Regions from separate parts of the Sus scrofa genome. Here region 2 is linked to region 1. Evidence: chromatin contacts called from public Hi-C data. All regions are on one chromosome and are shown on one strand. The core of a region is the stretch at or near the end of the contact, and the rest is flanking DNA. Distances in the headings are between cores, read along the strand shown.

Region 1 (4,619 bases), core at 1,429-3,928:
ATTAATTTTACTTGGTTCGGTGCAATTCAGTTAAATTCCGCATGAACTTGTTGACAGCATTAACAATGTCTACTTTGGTAGTTGCTGGAAGAGAACGAAATGAACCGTCCTGGGGGAGAGAGAGCCCGAATAGCAGCCCTTCGGGGAGCGCTCACATGTTATGGAGCTTGTCGAGTGTGCTGAGGACTCAAGCGCTTCCTCAGCTTTTGCTGGGACGGGGCCCTGATGGGGAGACGCCTCACTGCAACCCTGTTTTATAGATAAAGAAGCTCCGGAACAAATGGTTTCATCCAAATCGCACATCTACTGATCTCGACTGGAATCCATACGCTTTTTTCTCCAGCTTCGTGACATACCTGTAGAAAACTATGAATCGCTCTTTATAAATCTTTCATTGATATTGTAATTAATGAGGTGATAAAGGCCTAAAGTTACTGCATGAGTAGGATGCTTTGGAATTTCCAAGGGAGAGTAGTTACTGTGGATGTAGATTAATCCGGAGAAGTGGCCTTTTTGTTATTTTTGAGAAATAAGTGGGAAGTCGGAGGTAGTCAGAGGATGGGGGTTTTCAAGCCTTTTCACCTGAGGAAAATACGTAATCAGACCCTCAGAGGCGGAAATAAAAATGCATGGTATGGCCTGGTGGGGGGGGTTGTGGGGTGTGGGGAGAATGGATGGTATGTTTGGGAGTCTGTCCAAGGTTTTACAGCCAAGGTATGTGGCCCAGCCATACACTCATCCAGTTGCTGTGAGTTAGTTGCCCAGAGGTGTCTGGCTGCTGAGGGAATCAGATGCTCCCAAGCAGCTCCTTAGAGGATGAAGGGAGAAGGTAAGCTTGGGACTTTCCTGACTTTCCCCTGCCCTGACTCTGCACTTTTTGTCTGGGGGAGCTCCAGGCTTCTTTGCCCTGCCTGCCATGGGAGTCCCGTGGCATCTGACCGTGGCATGGGACCGCGGTGTCCAAGTCTATGATGGTTTGAGATGTCTCGTCTTTTTACCTGGGAGTATTCATAGTTGAGTACTTTATGTGTCCCCCTCAGTGGGGGTGAAATCATCACCCCCAAAGATGACGGTACAAGGAGGTGGTGACTTTGGGAGGTGCTTAAGGCCCCAAGGGTAGAACCCGTGTGAAGGGGATTACTGCCTCATAACGAGGCTCCAGAGAGAGCTAGCTCCTTCTGCCGCGTGAGGACACCATGAGAATGCCAGCTTTGAATCAGGAAGAGGGCCCTCACGAGAAGGTGACAGTGCTGGCACCTTGATCTGGGATGCCCAGCCTCCAGAACTGTGAGAAGAAAATTTCTGTTGTTTATAAGCCACCCAGTTTGGTATTTGTCACAGCATCTTGAATGGACCTCGGATGATCATCTCCCTCCACCCACCTTTTCCTGCCCTTGTGTCTTAAACGAAGGGAGAAAAAAGTAAAGGTCAGCTATACTGAACCTTTTCAGAGCTGTGAGCACCAGGCTCCAGCTTTGCTCTGTGGGGCTTCTGGTTTGGGTCATAGAGTCTGGGTTGTCTGGAAGAGCTGACTTGTTCTCTGATGGGTGTGTGGTCTGGCAGTTCGGTACTGCAGTTTGAAACAAAGCAGGTCAGTTGTGATACATTACATGCAGAAAAGGGGCCGCCGTTTGAGCTTGAATTATCTTACTGAAGCAGATGCCGCTGGAGCACAACTTGGCAATATCTTTCAAAGTTTAAAATCCCAGCAATTTCATAAATTGGGTCACCTAAAACGATGCCAGGATATTGGTACAAGTTATAGCGTATTTGTAAAAAATGAAAGAACTCTGTAGATTGGATTTATATTATTTATATTTATAAATACTTGTACATGTATATATATGCATATATCTATATAAAATGAAAAAATAGTTTGCAGAACCATTCCCTTTTGCATGCGTATTTTATTTATTTTTTGCTTTTGAGGGCCACACCTGCGGCATATGGAGGTTCCCAGGCCAGGGGTCTAATTGGAACTATAGCTGCTGGCCTACACCACAGCCACAGCAGTGCTCCTTAACTCACTGAGCGAGGCCAGGGATGGAACCCACAACTTCATGGTTCCTAGTCGGATTCTTTTCTGCTGAGCCACAACAGGAACTCCCCCTTTTGCATATGCATTTTAAAGAAGATATATATACATCTTAAAGAAAATGTATTTGTATACATCCCCCCCCAAAGAGATGAACTTTTACTTCACTAAAAAACTTTTCTTTCTTTTTTATATTACTTGAGTTTTCTAACCATGTTCATTAATTCATTTTCTTTCCTTTTAAACTAGAATCAAGAGCTGGCTGGGCAGTATATGATCATAGACTACAACCATTCATTATGTTTTATGCAATTTATAAAATTTTAGTAAGTATTTTTTAAAAACACTGTACATTTTTTTCTAGTGTTCGTATTTAGCCTTTCATATCTGTTTGCCTGTAGAAGAAGTAGGAATTTTTATAGGAAGAGTGGCGAAATAATGTGCTAAGCCAGCAGCTGTTCCTTGGAAAGCTTATTAGTTAAAACATTGAGTTGGGAAAGAGAAGGAGAAAGTCAGATATTTATTGAATGTGACTTGAAGGACAAAGAATCCCATCCTGCCGAAGTGTGTCTGAACATGTACCCTTATGCTCAGTTTGTTTGCTGTAAGTATGAGCTTTGGACTGAACTGTATTTGCTTTTCAGACCACAGGGTGGGAGGTGGCCGCGGACGTCTCGCAAATCTGATTGCTAATCAGGAAAGCTGTTTGCTGAGAAAGGCCTGCCTGTTTGGACTAGAAGAAAAGACTTGATGCACAGATAGAGCCAGGGTGCCTTTTAAATATCTCCTGACTTCTGCATTCAGATTTTGCTTTTCTCTTAATTAAAACCCCTGGACATGAGTCAGAGGTTAAAGGAGATAACTCCCCTAGACTCTTCCAATAACAAAAACTCCTTAACTCTTCCACTCTTGGTGGGCTTCTCTGGAAACTGTCGTAGTCTTTTCTTTATGGGGTGATCTGCCTCCTTTGGTCATAGTTTGATGCGAATGGGAAGATGACAATTTTTCTTTTGAATGCGGGCAGTTGTGGTCTGGAGAATGAACCCACCGTAACTTACCTGTACATGTTTCAACCTCTAATCTTTGATGTTTTGTTTTTTAAAATCAGCAAAGTCATATAATTTTTCTAGTTTCAAAAAGGATTGCAGAAACTTTTTTTTCCCTAAAGTAGTTTGCTAAATAGCTCATCAGAAGCAGAAATATTCTTTTTGCCTCGTCTTTCCTTCTTTTTTTGTGTAGCTTCTGGACTGATGTCTGACCCTTTTACCCTTAGTCTTGGGAAGAATTATACCTTCCAGATTTCAAGGTATTTAAACCATAGTGTAGGAATTGTAATCCATTGGCAAGGTTAAGGGGACAGTTTCCGAAATACATATGTGTGTACGGATTTGATGCGTGTATATAATTCATTATGTTTATAACATAGAAAAGTTGGGACAAGTCTGTAACTGTTTGCCATGAATGAGAAAAACTAATATTACCTTCAGTAAATACTCCCCAAAGAGCCTGGTCATGTAACAATTCACAGTAATTGAATTGCAAACTCAAATGCCTACCATGACCTGACAGAAAAGTCAACAAAGGCAGAAAGGGGGAAAAAGGGTGCAGCTACCACTCAGCTATTCAGGAATGAGGGCCGAGTGGTAACTGATTGTCCAGTATTTCAAAAGAAGACATACATTTGGATTTTTATGTGACCGCTCCCAGTTTTCCAGTGTTGACAATACATTTAAAATAATTCAAACATTATCCTCTTGGATACTTACTGTCAGCAAGTATTATGATTGCTGCCTATAGACTGGGTGGCATGGGGCCTGAAAAATGTATGGCATGGCTCTTGCTTTCTAGGGACAGCCAGCTAGATGGGCCAGCGTGATGTGGTACCGTTGGTATGGTGTTAAAGACCACAGGAACCCTGAGGAGGTAGAACTCAGCATGAGCCAGACCATCCTGGGAAGACTTGGAGGAGGTGGGATCCTATAGTGAACCTTCAAGGGCAGAAAAGACCTTAAGATCTAGGGCAGTGGAGAGGGGCAGGAGAGAGCAGAGGAGGCATGGGATCAGAAGGCATGAGAGGTCATAGGACAGGGCTGGGCATTTGAGGAGAAGCTGGAGGAGCAGGTCTGTGCCCTGCAGAGAGCTCCACCGTGAGCAGGAGGTGCTGTGATGGGTCAGCATTCTTTTTATGGAGGCCCCTGCGGCATATGGAGGTTCCCAGGCGAGGGGCCGAATTGGAGCTGCAGCTGCCAGCCTACATCACAGCCACAGCAACGTGGGGTCCAAGCCGCCTCTGTGACCTACACCACAGCTCACAGCAATGCCAGATCCAAGCCACGTCTGTGACCTATATACCACAGCTCACAGCAACGCTGGATCCTTAACCCACTGAGCAAGGCAGGTGGAGGAGGCAGGCTTGGAAATGGCCATCAGAGACCCCAGGAGGGATATGATGGAGGTGAAAAAATATAAGATAGCGCCTAAGTTTTGTCTTTGGGAAGTTAGGAGACCAGCCACAAGGGCCTCAATCAGGGCATTTGGGAAGGGAAATGTGTTTGCAGGACAGCAGGGGAGGTGATGTGTGTAT
Region 2 (4,619 bases), core at 1,136-3,635, 82 kb before region 1:
TAATTCATAGGTGAATCAGCATGAGGGGAAAAAAACAAAACCCACTCACAATAAGATATCAAAAGTGCGTGATGTGGTGAGACAAGAAATGATTTTCTTTGTAAACCGAAATGCTGAGGTATAGAGAAACCAATGATGTATAAAATGAGTTAGCAGTGTAAGGCTCTATGCAGCAGAGCGAGCGTGCTGTACACACGGAGCACGTCCGGGATGTGGGTGTGTGTCGGGGTGTCAAGGAGTCCTCTCCATACGGCCTGGAAACCGCTATTACTCTAAACGTTCCTTCCTGGGAGCGAGAAAATGTGTGTTGGAGGGGGTCGAAGGAAGCAGGCAGAGGAAGGTTACAAGCTTCCCCACTCCCGACCCCCGCCCACCTTCTGGAAATACATAATTAAGGGAATTTCCTGCTGCAGCCACGACACGTTCGGTGGCCGTTTCCACGTCACTATTAGGGCAGCCGGGAATTTTGCTTTTCCTGGCGATGAATTCCCTACTCTTTCCGCGCGTCCCCTGCGGGACGCCGAATGCCGCCCTCCGCCCCAGGCGAAGTTGGACGGCGAGGAGGCTCGGAAGCCGGGCGCGGGCGGGGGGGCCGCGGCCGAGGGGAGGGCGCAGGAGCGTTTCCTGCGTGAGCGCGGCCGCCGGACCCGGTTCCGGAAGGCTGATTGCATCAGGTGTGGAGCGGGGCGCCTCCTTGGCCCAACCTGGCGGCCACTGCGCCTGCGCGCCCCGCCCCGCCCCGCCCCGCCGCCAAGGACTCCACCGCGGGTTTTCCTCCGGGTCGGGAAGAGATGGATCCCGTAGGGCGGGCGCGGTGTACAGCCCCGGGACCCCGGACTGAACGGGTGGCAGGGCCAGACTCCTGGGGAACCATGGGAAGCTGTGGGGTCCGAGAGAATAGAGTACCTGCGAAAAGGGGACCTGCCTTCAAGGCTGGTACCAGGGCCGGTCTCTGCTGCTGAGGGGCGGGGGCGGACTTGGGCTAATTTCCTTTCCTCTCTAGGCCTGAAGGGCATAGGCTTGAACTTGAAGGCTTTCCAGTTCAGAGCCTGAGTTTTCCCAAAGTGGGTTAAACTGCGGCCCCCGAATGTCCCGTCCACGGGCTGCATAGATAGATCTTGGAGTGCAGCGATACAGCACCAAGGCTGAGCACTTTCATGGATTTGTAGGGATTCCTCAGTGGCAGTATTGTTTTTCTGTTGGAAAGGAGTGACGTTATTGTTGGCCTCTAGGTTGGTCTCAGAGAAACTGTTCATGGGAGAAGTTTGGTGCAAACGTCAGAAACCCCTCCTCCACAAGGCATCTTTCTCCCACCACTCATTCCTTCCGACCCCACTCTAGTCTGCGCTCAGGGTCCCATTATACACCCTTCTGCACACACCTGGTAGATTTCCCCCCTGGCGCTCCTCATGTTTGAAGGGACATTTCGGGGGGATTCTTTAATGGGTGCCTGTCCACCTCGCTGTGCACTAAGCTCTATGAAAGCTGGGGTCTGGGCTTTTTTATTCACTGCCGTCCCCAGGCTAACTATAAGATCTTGTGGGTACTCAATAGATTCATGATGCCAAAGGAGAAAATAATGCCATCCCCAACCGCATAGAGTCCTCTTGCGAAGAATAGGGACTTTCCGGGTGTGAGTTTGCTGTTTGCAGAAGGACTGCACTCCGGAGGTTTGGGGAAGAGGGTGAGTTAGGAGGAGCCATTATTTAATAGCTACTATTAAATTACTTTTAGCAAAATCCATCTGAAAAAGATAGTAGGTGAGGCTGTGTGTTTGTGTAGTAGAGCAAGAGGTCTCAAAGTATGGCCCTCAGACCAGCAGCACCAGCATCATCTGGGAAGTTGTTAGATGTACAGATGCTTCGGCAGTACCACAGACCTACCCATTCAGAGACTGTCCAGCAGTCTGTGATTCCATAAATCCTCCAGGCGATTGGGATGCAGGGTCAAGTTTGATATCCACTGCATTGATGAAGAGCAACCCTAATGATGCTTTGGGGATGCTATTCACAGTGCCTGGGGCAGGCACTGATGACTATTTACTGAGTATCCATTATTAGAACCTTGCTTCTCTAAATTCGAACTATATTTAATATTCCTGGAAGTGAAGAAGAAATTATGCTTTCCCCTCCTGCAGGTATGTTTCTTCCTTGAGGTGATGCTGCTGTGATTTTCACATCAAGGAATGGTGTGTGTGTGTGGGGGGCATATGCCTGGGGTTCTAGATAAGGAGGCAGAAGGAAGGTCTCGCCTACATGTTGCAGCTGGATGGGCGTGGGCAGCTCTCATCTGAGGACATTTTCCTCAGATAAGGGAATGCAGGCATGTGGGAGAAAAGACTAGACAGGGATAATGTTACCCAACTTCCTTTTGCTGCAGACAGACGCCGAGCCATATGGAGGGGATACCAGGCTGCGTCGCATTGGGTCTCTGGCCTGCACTGCTTCTCTGCCATCTTCTCAGATGGTCAGGGGACCAGGCGTTCGCGATGCCCGGAAGCTTCTGCCTGCAGGGGTCGCACTAGGCGCGCGGCCCGCCCCCTCCTTCCCGGCCCCCGCCCCCGGCCCCGCCTTTCTCGGGATCGGCCCCCGGCGGGTCCGGCCCCTCCAGCCTCTCCGCGCAGCCGCCGCCAAAGCCTGGAGAAGTGGAATCTCGCCGGCGCAGCTCCCTGAGCGGGACTCGCGGAGCGGCACTGGGCATGCTCAGTTGCCGGAGCCCGTCTTGGTCTCAAGTAGGAAGCTCGTGCGCTGCACCCGCAGCTGATCGTGGCGCTCCGGGCAGGGCGAGACTGGAGCAGAGCTGCCGGGTGCCGGAGCCGAGGAGAGCGCCGCGCGCACCACCGGTGAGCCCCGCTTTCTTCCTTGCTTTTGCTCTGGACTCCTGGGCGGCCCGGGAGTGCTGGCGGGAGACCTGGGCAGCGGCAGCGGCGTGCGGCAAGTAGCCCGGGCGGCTGCTCCTCTCCTCCCGGCCCCCGAGGTCTGCGCGGCTGCTGCCGTCTGCCCGCTCAGCCGCAGCCACAGCTGCAGCAGCTGCCACGCATCTGCAGCGGGCGTCCGCTGCGGAGTCCCGTGCGCCCTGCGCCCGCGCCGCAGGGCCGGGTGGCACGGTGACTGCGGGCTCACTCCTTGACTCCATCACTCCCGCTTCTCGGCGCCCCCTTTCCCTCCGCAGCCGGGGGCTTGGCAGGGCCTGGGCGGGGAGACAGGATTGGAGGGGCTGCGCCGGGGTGGGGGCTGCGGAAGGGAAAAGTGAGGGTGGGCGCCGGCGGGGAAGAGCGCACACCCCCTTGCCCTGGCACTGGCCTCCGCTGTGCGGCTGGGCTCTTCCTCCCCGGGCGGCAGTGCGCTCCTGCGGGGGAGTTGAAGACCCGGCTGGCTTTTCTAGGGGTTCAGAGCTTAGCCGCTGCAAGATCAAGGGGGAAAAGTTCATTTCCCCTTCAGAGGCAGGGAGCGTTTTAACTAGAAAATGGCTGTGCGAAGGGGACCGAATCAGGAATCCCCTCTGCTGCCCGCCGGGCGGAATGGAGGGTTGAACGCTAGAAATGACATTTGTGCGATGAAAACATTGCTGGGCGGAGGGAGGGATGCGGAGTCCCACAGAAACAATGAAAGGTGATCTTGACGTCGGCTGAGAGATCTAGAACCGAGAGGTCGGGGACGAAGAGCCAAGGGGGCTTGGGACTTGAATTTAAACAAATAGTAAATTGGAGAAATCAGATCTAGAGTTGTGGCCGATTTGTAGTCAAGTTCTGCGCAGTTTAGAGCCACAACTGTTACAGAGGGTTTGTGATGGATTGAGTGGCCGGGGAGGGCCAACGTTAAGAGGAGAATAAGGTCAGTGTTGGAAGCTCAGACAAGACTGGGCACAGTGTTGTTTAAGAAGTTCCTCAGTCACTGCCTTTACCTTGCACCTGATAGGTAAACTACTTAAGGGGTTACCATAACATGATGCCAGCAGTGGTGGTTGAATCCCAGGAAATGAGGAAACTTTGTGAGGTTGGCGTTGGTTTGTCATGTGTTTTAATATTTCACTGATTTAAAAAAAGCAAACAGTGGCATCCTGATCCATTGTTCTGAATTTGGGTCTCTTAAGTCTTTTCTTTTTTTTTTTTTTTCCTTGTCGTGGATTTAGATTTCAAATCTTGTCCTCAAATGGCCATGATAATTAAGAATCTCTGAATTCCTGTAGCTGGGCTTTCAGGAAGGGGGATTTCTTTGTGAATTTAGGTAGCTGCTTTGTTATGTTTTCAGCTTGTAGCTTGAAAGCAGGATTTGTTCAGCAGTTGTTTATCGGAACTCACAGAGTCCTCGAAATGGCTCTGTTTTGAAAGGATGACATTTGTTGAAAGGATGAGGAACCGCCACACGGGGGAAATGCTGGGAGAACACAGGTGGCGGTAGAGTACAATGGGCTGGGAGTCAGAACACCTGGGGAAGCAGATGCACGATTTCTGTAGCTGTGCTTTGGTCATGGGATTACTGTATGACCTCGAAAAATCACTCAGGGTCTTCACAGGCTGGGGTTGGTCTGGATATTTGCTCAGAGCTTTTGAGAAAGGACTCTAAAGTTGAGATCTTTCTCAGGGAAGGTGTTTACTTCTACTTTTATTCTCTCTTGAA

Evidence for each region. Hi-C and Micro-C count contacts between places; a contact is called where the count stands out from the background.
Region 2: a contact with region 1 is called in a Hi-C map of fetal liver, with 2.2 times the contacts expected there. The contact joins the promoter of APBB2 here to the enhancer-like site in region 1. A contact is called at or near these places in 3 of 5 promoter capture datasets (fetal liver, fetal skeletal muscle and liver), 16 of 47 Hi-C or Micro-C datasets (adipocytes, embryonic fibroblasts, fetal liver and 8 more) and 1 of 2 datasets of contacts at active chromatin or transcription factors (skeletal muscle).

What each region holds. Positions count from the first base shown.
Region 1 is chr8:32,218,605-32,223,223 of Sscrofa11.1, reverse strand. The region is part of intron 2 of APBB2 (amyloid beta A4 precursor protein-binding family B member 2); the gene reads left to right. Among named protein-coding and RNA genes, the nearest start is that of APBB2, 81 kb to the left of the region's middle. Within about 2 kb of position 2,678, at least 9 of the 83 cell types and tissues checked have an H3K27ac peak or open chromatin away from gene starts, as enhancers often do. A contact at or near this core is called in fetal liver, where this site is marked.
Region 2 is chr8:32,300,003-32,304,621 of Sscrofa11.1, reverse strand. APBB2 (amyloid beta A4 precursor protein-binding family B member 2) reads left to right here and starts at 2,385. Exons shown (of 18, transcript XM_021101154.1): 1 at 2,385-2,842.